Linked DNA regions of Mus musculus: all the other regions are linked to region 1. Evidence: chromatin contacts called from public promoter capture Hi-C data. All regions are on one chromosome and are shown on one strand. The core of a region is the stretch at or near the end of the contact, and the rest is flanking DNA. Distances in the headings are between cores, read along the strand shown. Region 1 holds the start of Pax3 (paired box 3). Region 2 holds the start of Gbx2 (gastrulation brain homeobox 2). Region 3 holds the start of Zdbf2 (zinc finger, DBF-type containing 2).

Evidence for each region. Promoter capture Hi-C pulls out the DNA fragments that hold promoters and counts their contacts.
Region 2: a promoter capture Hi-C map of second pharyngeal arch cranial neural crest shows a contact between it and region 1. The contact joins the promoter of Gbx2 here to the promoter of Pax3 in region 1. A contact is called at or near these places in 2 of 39 promoter capture datasets (cranial neural crest and second pharyngeal arch cranial neural crest).
Region 3: a contact with region 1 is called in a promoter capture Hi-C map of second pharyngeal arch cranial neural crest. The contact joins the promoter of Zdbf2 here to the promoter of Pax3 in region 1. A contact is called at or near these places in 4 of 39 promoter capture datasets (cranial neural crest, hippocampal neurons, maxillary cranial neural crest and 1 more), 3 of 484 Hi-C or Micro-C datasets (cerebellum, cerebral cortex and epiblasts) and 1 of 115 datasets of contacts at active chromatin or transcription factors (astrocytes).

Annotation. Positions count from the first base shown.
Region 1 is chr1:78,195,693-78,199,589 of GRCm38.p6, reverse strand. Pax3 (paired box 3) reads left to right here and starts at 2,454. Exons shown (of 8, transcript NM_008781.4): 1 at 2,454-2,925. The coding sequence starts at 2,841. RefSeq lists cis regulatory regions at 1,125-1,347, 1,503-1,735, an enhancer at 1,125-1,735 and a promoter at 900-2,890.
Region 2 is chr1:89,928,300-89,932,441 of GRCm38.p6, reverse strand. It overlaps Gbx2 (gastrulation brain homeobox 2), which reads left to right and starts at 1,266. Exons shown (of 2, transcript NM_010262.3): 1 at 1,266-2,209; 2 at 3,299-4,142. The coding sequence starts at 1,687. The coding sequence ends at 3,822. It overlaps LOC102637806, which reads right to left and starts at 367. Exons shown (of 4, transcript XM_030244408.1): 1 at 294-367. The coding sequence starts at 337.
Region 3 is chr1:63,270,873-63,275,119 of GRCm38.p6, reverse strand. Zdbf2 (zinc finger, DBF-type containing 2) reads right to left here and starts at 1,851. Exons shown (of 7, transcript NM_028673.1): 1 at 1,648-1,851; 2 at 1-24. Gm11608 (a long non-coding RNA gene) reads left to right here and starts at 1,864. Exons shown (of 3, transcript XR_865482.2): 1 at 1,864-1,916.

The DNA of each region.
Region 1 (3,897 bases), core at 1,205-3,704:
TCAGCTTCAGGCATATGGAAGGGGGTTGGGGGTAAGAGGAAGGCCCGGTTTTGTTTGGCAGGTTGGGTGCTCCTGTGGAGAGAACCTCAGCGAGTATCACTGTCTTGGCTGTCGCCATGAAATTTTAGAAATGGCTCAGCCGTTGTGGCTGGGTCCTCTCAGTGCCCTCAGAACCCCTGGGATCTTGTGTGTGGAGGTGAGTTGGCTTTTATCCTTTGGTGGAACTGGAGAGTGCTAGGTAAGGGGAGAAGGAAAACTCCGTCACGGTTCTTGCCCACGACCCATCCTGGCTGCCTCTGAGTAGACATTTTCGTAGCAGGTGGCAAGTAGTCTATGAATGCGCTTCTCAGCTGGCATCCATGAGCTGTTCAACAGGCAGTACTGCGGAGGAAGTGTCCTAGAGAAGTGTCTGAACCCGGAAAGGTATCTGCAGCCGCCCATTATAAACAAGTTACCCTTGTCCAGTAAGAGCCGCCTTCTGAAGAGCTGGGGTCATGCCACTGAAGTCTTGGACAAAAAAAAAAAGAGGCGACTCATCCCCACAGGGTTCTAACCCTCAGGAGGGGTCCCTTTTCACTGAGTGTGCAGCCTGAATTTAACCACTTGAAATACACCTCTGGTCCCTAGTCTTCCCACTGATTAAAGCTGACCAGACAAAGTGCTAAACTCGGCTCTGCTCAACTTTGAGAGGGCAAAAATCTTGGAAAAGTCTGGTTCCTCAGATGGCAAGGGTGTATGGTGCTTTCGAAAACAAGTACCCAAACTTTGAAGGACTCCAGACCAGGGGTAGGGGGAAAGGAAGTGAGAAAGTTTCCCGCCTTGACAAATTGAATTATTTTATATAAAACTTGGTTAAGCAGCTCTGCGGGCCAACAGCTTCTGGACTCTCTCTCCACTGTGAGCTCTAATGCTCCTCCCCAAATGTGGGTGGGTGGGGGTGGGGTGTCCAGACATTTTCTGGAGTCCCCAGAGGCCCGTCTCGCCTGCTCCCAGGGTCGATAAGCCCTTTTGACTTCAGGGGGAGCAAAGAGCTACCCAGCTTTCTCCACTGGGAGTGAACTCTTAAAGGGCCAGCTCAGGGACTTTGAACAACTACACGCACGCCCCCCCCCCTTGAGTTTGCCTTAATTAGGGGGTGGGCAAGTAGGATTGGGGGCCTGAGTTCACATCAAAACTGTCAAAGGAGATGGGGGGGGGGAGGACATGGAGAGAGGGTTGGAGGATTCAGGGGCAGGAAAAATTCAAATATCATAAAAAGAAAAGGGAACTTGAAGCCCAGAAGTCATTGTTTCCTTTATTTCAAAGGGGAAAAAACCTGCCTGATTCTCATCCTTTTGATTGATTAAGGCCCTGAATACCTCTCGGCCCCAGAGTGACAGTCCCTGAATAGACTTGAGGGAATAAAGAGCAGCGCAGAACGTGGGGCTGGCACGGGAGGGGGGTGTAAGGGAGGAGTGTTCGCTGGCACTTACCAAGTTATAAATAAAAGGCTAGGCACAATGGTACCTTCTCTAAGGACAGACAGTCTTTACAACACTCCTGGCGTCATATCCTGCTGGGGACACTTCAGCTCCTAGCCAAGACGTTGCTTCTTTTATTTTTCCAGCAGTTTAGTCTGAATGCCATAATAAATTCCTGAGAACAAACGCTGCACCCGGGCAAAACCTCAACATATAGATGCAAGTGCATCGGGGATGAATGTGTACGTGGAGATTTAAAGTCCCCGCTTCTCAGAAGGGTTTTTAAACCAAGAAAAGGAGCTGGCTTCCCCATTGCTTGCAACTTGGAGCCCAGGGGAGGCCTAACCTCTTCAGTCTCTGTCATGGCTATGCCACCTGTCTTTCATTCCCAGCCTAAGAAAGACAAAAGGACCTTCTGGGCACATCTTGGACTCTTCCTGAGAGATGCCTTTCTGGGAGGCTCACATAGGGAGCTCAGGCCCAGAGGCAGACCAGAGAAAGGAAAAGGAAACACATCCGGAATTCTCTGTGCCCCTTTCCAAATTTGCTCCACCGCCATCTCCGTATTAGTAATCCCGAAGCGAAATCCACAGGTGAAAAGCAGGGGCAGACAGAGGAAATAAGGGGCGGATATAGCAAGGTTTCCAGAGAAAGGCGGAAAGAGATTAGGACAGAGTAATAGAAAACCAAGATGATCAAGGCTGAATCTCATGTAGAGGGACAGGGACACCGCGAGCCTTTTTCCATCCTCACTGGCTCTTGCCACCCAAGCTGCCTCTCCTAGTTTCAACCTGTCCACCCTTCTCTTGAGAAAGGGACACAGAGCTAGTCCCCCTCTGGGTCGGCGGAGGCCTGGGGACCGTCAGGGATGGGAAGAGAAAGTAGCTTCTGTCGCCCAATCAGCGCGTGTCTTTGCCACCCGGGACGGTCTCCTCCTCGGCCAATCGCAGCTCAGGGCTCCTGATCAAGCTTTGGGTGAAAGAACTAATAAATGCTCCCTAGTCCGGATCCCTGCACTCGGTGTCACGACGGGAGGAGACTTGGGACGTGTTCCTGCCTCGTCACCACCCTCCCTCACCCGATCTTCGCGGTGCAGTGAGCACCTTTGCCAGTAGCCCCAGCTGAGGGGCCGATCTGCTAGACTCGCACCAAACTCGTCCGCCCTGGGCTTGGGATCCTGCACTCAAGGGACTCCTCTGGAGCCTGTGGACTTGGATCTATTAGCGCCCCCCTCCCCGCGCCCCGCCTCCCTCTCTGGCCTTTTTTGGGGGAGGAGCTCTCCGAGATCCGGAGAGTTCCCGAGGGTCACCCGCCGCACTGTGCTCGCTTTTTCGTCTCGCCTTCACCTGGATATAATTTGCGAGCGAAGCTGCCCCCAGGATGACCACGCTGGCCGGCGCTGTGCCCAGGATGATGCGGCCCGGCCCGGGGCAGAATTACCCACGCAGCGGCTTCCCGCTGGAAGGTATGTTAGGGCCTCAGCTCGTCCGGATCCCCGGGCCTGGGATTGGCTGCCGCACCCCAATCCTGGTCTCCAGGGCCTCCACTCGTGCCTTACCGGGAGCCTCTTCCCGTGGTACTTCTCAACCCAAGAAGCAAAAGTGGGGAGGGGGTTCTCGTGGAGAGCGGGAGAAGCCCCATTTCACGTTCTGGCTGCAAACGGAGTGCTAAGCTCACTACAAGCTCTCGGAGCTTGCCTGGCCTGCTCCTGCCGGCTCCACTTTGCCCTGTTGTTTCGGAATTGCTGCCGTGAGAAAGGTGAACAAGCTTCGCAGCGCCGGAAGCAAGTTCTCTTTCTGTTCACCTAAAGTTGCTACGAAATTGTGCGGGCTGCGTTCACTTTTGAATAACTACTATTAGTTCGGCAAGAATTTTCCTGCTGTGAAAAATTCTGGTGGCCCTTCCTAGTTGAAAAGTTTTAGCATTGATTAGCAAATTCCACTCAACTCAAGTGGCATCTCGAAGTTTCTAAAATGGTTGGCAATGCCTTTCGGTTTGCTTAAAGGTGCTGGGAAATTTCGGGGAGGTAGAAATTACTGCAAACCCGAACCCGACCAAATAATTTGGGAAGTAAAAGCAGGAGACTGGGGTTCTGGAGGAGCCCTTCGACCTCGATCCAGAGTAAAACGTGACGTGCAAGGGCGGTCATTTCGGCAGTGGTGTCCACAGCTAGGCTCGCTGCCATTTTTATTTTTTAAGTGTAACAGGTGATACCTGCTGTCACCTGTGTCTCCTTTCGGGAGCCTCCCCAACCCTTGCCTACTATACCCTTATCGGGACCTCTGCCTTCTCAGGACTTTGAGGCAGTTATCGCAAGACATTTTAGACATCAGTCCTAGGTCTCCCTCCAACTTGCAGCACAGCCCCCCTCCCCCAAATAAAAGAGAAAATACAGTTTCTCTACAGCCAGTTACCTCATTCCGATCGCTCAATTTCC
Region 2 (4,142 bases), core at 17-2,516, about 12 Mb before region 1:
TGAACTGATTTTTTAATGACCTATATAACAATGCCCTCCTTTGCTCCTTGGCCTGGTGCTGTCAGCAGTTCCGAAAGGACGTCTAGACCAAGGAATCTGAAGAACAGGCAGGGGGACCCGAGGAAGCCCAACGCGCTTGGCAGGATCTGCCTTCGCCACGAAAGGATCCCATTTTAAAAGGAACACAAGATTTGAAAGTTTGTTTCAACATAAGAAAAGATGACCAGAAATGCCTACTTTCCTTTCGCCGCAATCCCTCCAATCTCCTAACCCCCAAATTCCCGGCTTTTTACCATTGTCGAGAACAGGGGAAATATCTTGAGGGACTCAGCTCCATCCAGCAGTCCGCAAAGGGGAACCGCGTGCCCAGGAGTCCTCGCGCTGCGCAGAGCCAGGGTGAGAGCTCCCTCCGTTGCCAACGTGCTTAATTAGTGCCTATTTACAAAACGCAGCTTTTATTTGAGCAAACATCATAAAGCTTTCATCAGGATAATCTCACGTTATACAATCCAGAGGCGTCGCAACCCCCCCCCCCATTCCTCCCTGAAGATGGAGCAGATAAAAGACTCGCTTTATTATCATAATTATCGTGGCTGTTATTTTGGTGTACGCTGGCAAAGTGGGTAAATAGGTGCGATGATTAAGAATGTCATGAAAAATGAGCAGGGATCGCTCACGGAGGGCCCAACCAGGAATGAGGGAGACCACCGCCGGCCGCCCCGCTGCCACCAGCGGGCCGCAAGCAACCATTCAGCTTCCGTGTCGTGTGAGCAAGGGCTGACAGGCCCAGGCGCACCTCTGGGAGCAGACCTGCAGAGGCAAGACCTTAAACGCTATCCGGAGACCTTGCCCGGACCCTTGGCACAACCAGAGCGCCCCTGGTTAAGGTGAGCATCACACAGGGTTCTGCTGTAGTAAAACACTCCCGGCCCATCGGTGGCGGGTGCCAGTTCCAAGCCGCCTCTCATGAGGCCTCCACAGGGATGCCAGGGACTCTAGGGTCTGAGTCGGGTAGGTAGCAAGGGTCCCTCTTAAGTTTGCTCCGCGCGGTGCAAAGGCTCCAGCTCCCAGGCCAGCACGCTCCAACCGTGGCGCCGGTAGCCCATTTGCGGCCCGCCTGGGTGAAGGGGGCGGAGCCCTAATTTCGCCCCGCCTTCCCCTGAATAGCAAATAGGAGTTGGTGCTCGGTCCCACGTGACACGAGCTCCGCTGGGCAGCTGGCAAAATGTGAATGAGAAAGAGGAGCGCGATTTAAAGGTGCTGGCGGCGCCCGCCAGAGACAAGTGCGCCGGCTTCGCGCGCTCCCCAGCCGCCCGTGGGAGACGACGGACTGCAGGACGGACAGACGGACGGACGCACGCACTGCTGGTAGCTGGGCCGAGACCTGCAGACGCGAAGCGCGCGCGTTCCGACGGGCTAGCAGCCGGGAGCGGTTCCGGCGAACGCGAGGTCCCCGGCGCCCTCTCCATCCCGGGCGCACGGCCTCATCGCGCTCGGTGGCTGCACCCGTGCAGGCCGGGTATGCTGCGGGTCCTGCACTGAGGGGCGGCGGCGGCGTCTGCGCTCTGGGCACCGCTCAGCCCCTGCCCGGAGTTCCCGGTGGTACTCCCAGCGTCCGGAGGGCTTCCAGGCGGCGGCGGGACACGGGGACTTTTCGTCTCTCCCTGGCTTCTCCCGAACGCGTCTATGAGCGCAGCGTTCCCGCCGTCGCTGATGATGATGCAGCGCCCGCTGGGGAGTAGTACCGCCTTCAGCATAGACTCGCTGATCGGCAGCCCGCCGCAGCCCAGTCCCGGCCATTTCGTCTACACCGGCTACCCCATGTTCATGCCCTACCGGCCGGTGGTGCTGCCGCCACCGCCGCCACCGCCTCCCGCGCTGCCCCAGGCAGCGCTGCAGCCCGCTCTGCCGCCCGCGCACCCTCACCACCAGATCCCCAGCCTGCCCACCGGCTTCTGCTCCAGCCTGGCGCAGGGCATGGCGCTCACCTCCACGCTCATGGCCACTCTGCCCGGCGGCTTCTCTGCGTCGCCCCAGCACCAAGAGGCGGCGGCTGCCCGCAAGTTCGCTCCACAGCCACTGCCCGGAGGCGGCAACTTCGACAAAGCCGAGGCGCTCCAAGCGGATGCGGAAGACGGCAAAGCCTTCTTGGCCAAGGAGGGCTCGCTGCTCGCTTTCTCTGCGGCCGAAGCGGTGCAGGCGTCGCTCGGTGAGTCGGCGGCGCGCGCAGCCGGAACGCGGGGACGGGAGGGAGTGGGGGCGGGCCAGCTCCGGGTTCCCGCCGAGACCCGGGGGACGAGGCCGCGCCCCCGCCCGACCTCTGCGGGAATAGCTGGAGGAGTTGCGGTGATGCCCACCGGAGCTTTCCAATGGGGCATTTAACGCCAAGCAACAAGCAGGATCCTGGGGAAAGGAGGCGTTTAGAGCTCTCCTGCTAGCTACTCCAGGCCACACATCTGGTGGCGTGTTTGGCACACACACACACACACACACACACACACACACACACACACACACGCTGTGATTATTGAGGGTCCTTGGTGTGTTGCAACCTTAAAGAGAGGCCTTATTGGGCTGGTTTTTTTCTTTTTTCAGTTGCATATGTACCCAATAGAGTCCAGACTCAAATATCTTCACTGGGTTCTCTGTTCATCCAAGAGAATCAGATTCCTGCGAGACTCTCTCTCTCTCTCTCTCTCTCTCTCTCTCTCTCTCTCTCTCTCTCTCTCTCTGTGTGTGTGTGTGTGTGTGTGTGTGTGTGTACATGCACGCACTAGGAACTCTAGGGTGGAAAACTTCTCCTAAGGAGACACAAATGATATGTCTCAAGAAAGCTGCGGGCTGGCATCGGCCCTACACCACTCACATCTGCTGTGAAATTGAGGCTCACTTAATTTTAGTTGTTCAGATGGTGGTGGGGAGGATCATGAACTCCCCCTTGGTCTTCAAACAGTCCTGGACCCCAGGGAAACAAAGGGGATATTCTCTTGGGCCTCAGGTCCGAGCAGCATCCTGATACTTAAGCTGTTAGAGGCTGGGAGGGTGAGCGGGAGACATGGCAGCCCCTTGAGTGATGGTTCTGGGCAAAGGGCCGTCGCCTCTACTGTCTCCTCCTCTCCTTTGAGCTTTTTCTCACGCTCCCCCCACCCCCTTCCTCAAAGGCCAGGAAATCGCAATGTGTTAATGTGGTAGAAAGACAATCTGCTGGGGGGAGATAGGGGTGAGGTGCCCAAGTGGGAAGGGACTGGGGAAGGCAGTGTTCAAAATGTAATAAAATGCCGTTTGGTTTTGCTTTCAGTCGGGGCTGTCCGAGGGCAAGGGAAAGACGAGTCAAAGGTGGAAGATGACCCGAAGGGCAAGGAGGAGAGCTTCTCTCTGGAGAGCGATGTGGATTACAGCTCAGATGACAATTTGCCTGGTCAGACTGCTCATAAGGAAGAAGACCCCGGCCACGCACTGGAGGAGACCCCGCAGAGCGGCGGTGCAGCAGGCAGCACCACGTCCACAGGCAAGAACCGGCGGCGGCGGACTGCCTTCACCAGCGAACAGCTGCTGGAGCTGGAGAAAGAATTCCACTGCAAAAAGTACCTCTCCCTGACCGAGCGCTCACAGATCGCCCACGCCCTCAAACTCAGCGAGGTGCAAGTAAAAATCTGGTTCCAGAACCGCCGGGCCAAGTGGAAACGTGTCAAGGCAGGCAACGCCAATTCCAAGACGGGGGAGCCCTCTCGGAACCCCAAGATTGTCGTCCCCATCCCTGTTCACGTTAGCAGGTTCGCTATTCGAAGTCAACACCAGCAGCTGGAGCAGGCCCGACCCTGAGGGCCCAGCCAGGGTGGACACCACCATGGAGAGGCCCTAACACCTGAAGGAACCCGTGTCAGACTCCACTGTTTAAAGCAGAACTCAGAGGCACCTCCTAGATGTGGACATCCAAGCAAATTGAGAGTATATTCATTAGACGGGCTTAAAGGGGGCTACAGCCACACCAGAAGATACACTAAATATTTATTATACAACCCTACTTTGTACATAGATCTCTATCTAGACTGGATCTCAGCTGCAGTGTTTTGAAAGGGATAGGATCAAATCTCTCTCCTTACACTTTCCAGATGAAACAAAACCACCACTGTACTCTGTCG
Region 3 (4,247 bases), core at 602-3,101, about 15 Mb after region 1:
CATCCTGGACACTTCCATTGGGTCCTAATAAAATAATAATAGCTAACCGTGAGCACTTAATCTGAGCCAGGCATGCTGTCAGCAGCTTCAAATGCATTATCTTATCAAAAGATAGGAGGCAACCCGAGGTTTAGAATAAGGAAGGATATTGTTCCAGGTCTCACACCAAAAACAGGGTGGCTGGTGAAACTGAGCAAATGGTGCTTCAGTTCCTTAACATCTAGACATTTTTTAATAGAAAAATAGAATTTAATAGAATAATTTTTAGAAAAAAAATGTTTTAATATTAGGTGAAAGCAAATAATTAGCAACCAAATTTGGTACACTATACAATTATCACTACTCTGAAAACAAAAAAGGATAAAATTAACATTTAGTTTAATTCCATCATTTATACCTTTTGAGTGTTGAAAGTACTTTGGTGACTTTAAGGTTATTTAGCATGAGACCATAGGAAGCAATAACATTTTTATATTACAACCCAATGCTCGAGAGTGCGCGCGTACACACACACATGCACACACACGCACACGCAGTTTTTAAAGGTTTCACAAAACAATACCCTAGCTGTATACATTCTGGCATTTTTTGTTATCTTAATTCATTTTTTAATGTTAGTCATGAATAACTACATCAGTCTCTCAATTGACCAACAGGTATGAAAAACAGTGCCCCAAATTATTAGGAAGAGTAAACAATATGTTATAGAAACCGGTTGCTACCCTGATTTCAGCTTTCTTCCAGCCAATGGGCTGGCTACTGCAGTGATACGTAATCAAATTTTCAACGAGTTTCTAGCTAGCATGTAACGCTTTGGTTTCAGACCATACAGAAAAAGTCCTCGATGTATTAAGTGAAAAGAACGAAAAATAAACACCCACACTTATGTAAAACACGCACATGAAGCAAGTACATGAACGTATACATTCTCAAAAAGAAGGGGCTGATAATCTGAAATTGTTAATGGACTCTCTCTAGTGGATGAGATTTGCTACGGGCTTTCTCCATGCCCCTCGCCGCCCCTCGAAGCATATAACTGCAGCAAAAACAAATACACGTATTTAAAAAAAACAGTATCATTTGGGGACGAAAACCGTTTTTAGTGCCTTGCGACCTGCATCTTTTCTTTTTCTTTCCCGAGCTACCCATAACTGTCGTCAGAAAACCGTAGAACCTGGAAAGGGCCTTCTTGGGAGCAAGTAAAGACGACGATGGCGTCTCTGACCAGCTCTACACAACTGTTGCACGACGGCAGCAAAGCGATCGGTAACACGCACACACTCACACGACCCAGCATCGACGGTCCCCAGCAAAACTCCGCGGCGGGGAAGGCCGGGGACCGAGCGCGCAGGCAACGCGGCGAAGGGGGTGTGTGGACAGGTGGCGCCGAATGCCTCGCGCGGCCCGGTCCGCCCGCCGCCCGCCGCCCGCTGCCCGCCCTGGCCTCTCCCGCGTCCCTGCCGCCACCAGGGCTCACCTCCTCCCTCCGCCGTGCCCCGCAGCCGCCCCGGGGCTGCGCGCCGTGAGGCCGCCCGAGTCCGTCGCGGCGAGCGCGGGAGTCCGGACGAGCCGTCCACGCCGCCCCCGGGCAGGAAGCGGGTTTCCCGGCCCGCACACCGCCACGGCCCGCCCCGCCACGGCACTCACCTCCGTGGATGCCTCCTGCTCTCCTTCCGGGCCGCTGCGGGCCGCGGCCGGCCTGGGCGCGCTGCCCGCCGCTTGGGTTCCGCCGCGCCGCGAGGACCCCCGAAACGTCCCGAAGCCGCCGGGCCCCGGGCCACGCCCGCCCGGAACGGAGGAGCGGAGCGGAGCGGAGCGCGTGTCGCTCGACGCGGGCTCCGAGTCGCGACTGGGCTCGGGCTGGCACGGGCTGGCCAAGGCACCGCAGCCCCACTGCAGCTCTGACGTCAGCGAAGGTGCGAACACTGGGCCCCTTCTGACGCACGGCCCGGCGCCGCCCCCGGCCCCCGCGCCAGCCCCCGCCGCTGCGAGCCCCTTCCTCCCGCTCTTAAAGCGCACACTTCCTGCAGGCGCCGCCCCACGCGCCCCCCGCCCGAATCAGAGCTTGGGGTTTGGGGCTTGGGACCGGGACCCAGAGCCAAGCTTCAGCTTTTGGAGAAGTTAAGTCCCAAGTGACCAGATGAAAAATGGCTCGCGAAGCAACATGTGAATTCGGGCAAGGAGAATGGCGTTCAAGGGGTTAATGAAGAGCTTGGTTGCCCAGAGTCTGCAGTGAGGTGCCTCAACCAAAAGCTGCTTTTCAAAGACCCGTTTACTCAGGGCTAGACACTGTTTTAAGGTTGCTATCGCGTTCTGCGTTTCACTGCTGAAGGGTAACTGTAAAATGAGTCCAATGAGCCCCCTTTAACAAAAGGGGAGACCCGGGTTCCTTTAAAGAGACAAGGTATTCAGACTTCTAATAAGCACAAGAAAGGGTTACGAAAATTAACAAATATCTGTTTGCCCTCAAGTACATTCACTGCCCTATCTTCTACAAAAGCAGTAGTGAGCAAAAACCAAGTGCTATGGGGAGACACAAAGCTAAATCAGTTACTACTGAATATGTACTAAGAGTCTGTGATGAAGAAAATAATCGTTACCTAAAATAAGAACAGCCTCTGAAAGCTATATTTCCTTCACACACACACATCCTTTTCTTTTGCAGACAGGGTGTTCACTAAGTAGCTCAGGTTGGTCTCAAACTCTTAATTCTCTTGCTTTGCCCTCCTAAGTGCTTAAAGTACAAGTACCGCTCAAGGCTAGGGAGCCATGCTTTATGTAAAAGTATTCGTGGTGCTGTTGGCACGGCCTTTCTGGAGACTCATCCCAGCCACTCAACACACAACACATTCCAGCCAAACCCTGATGTATATATTCCCAGTCTCTAGATTTCTTGTAAAACACCAAAAATACAAACGTCTTTAAGAGAAATGTTTTACACTTGTCAGCCTTGGAATTATCGACGAAACCCAGTCACGAATTAACCCTTTTCTCCTGACATAACTGTATTTCAGCTAAAGCACACATTTTTTTTTTAATCTTCCCACTTCAACATCTCCAAAATCAGAATGCATCTTAAAAACTTGGGGCCTCTTGATTTTGTTGGCCAGATGGCAGTATTGCTACCACATACAAAAGATGTGTGCAGCTGTTTAAAACTGTTCTTGCTTCAAACGAGTAAAAATGCATTGTTTAATGAAACCCGCAACCCTACAAGGAAGGGAAGTATTAGACATCTCGCCATTCAAACTTGAAAACAACTTGCAAGCTTCTAGCTCAAGACAGCTCAAGCGCACAGGAACACACACACACACAATAAATGTGGAAAAGATTTCCTGGGGAAAGGGATGACTTTTTTTTTTTTTTTGAAAGGAGGATTTTTCTAAAACCAAAATCAGTTTCCCCAGCACTTCCGAGATGAGGGTGACAAGATGGGCTAAAATCTATTGCCTTGATGCCAGTACCCAGTTGCTCAGCAAGAACATTAGTTCTCAGTGCTTTGGGGGACCTGTGGCTGAACAGTGAAACGACAAGCCCCACTGGGCAAGGTGCCATGTTCCTGCAATCCCCAGCACCCAGAAGGCATGGGGATCTCACATGTGAGGCCAGCCTGAGCTACCCAGCAAGACTTTAACTCAACACACACACACACACACACACACACACACACACACACACTATAAAGCTAATCCAGTACTAAAACAAAAAGGAAAAAGTCCACCTTGAATATCTCTTTTTTCTTTTTCTTTTTTTTTTAACTGAGTCAAGCAGCCCACTTATAATCCCTTTTCAACTTTAATCAGAAACACTGAAGAGAGACAAGATGGCTTGGAGATCACCTGAAGTCACTGACTCCTACTTAGATCAAGAAGGTGCCAGCGCCAAAATTCGAGGGAGAGGTTGGGCTAGCTGCTTGAATGACTAAGATCTTGTGCATTACTAGCAGTTTAAAACATTTTAACTTATATCTATAATTTAAATATTATACGGAGAGTCAGTATGCATGTGTAGGTATGCCAGGCACGGAGCTCCTACAGCAAAAAGACCAAGTAGAGGTCAGAGACTGAAAGAGCCACATCTCTTCATCACAGGTCCCAGGGTTTGAACTCGGGTTGTCAGGTTTACATGGCAAGCTGAGTCATCTTGCCTATCACCAGCATTTTCATGTCACAGAAGATGAACTGCACGGAAAAAAATCACAGCAATCAACAGCTGACTCAAAACATGAGTCACAAAAATTAAGGTCT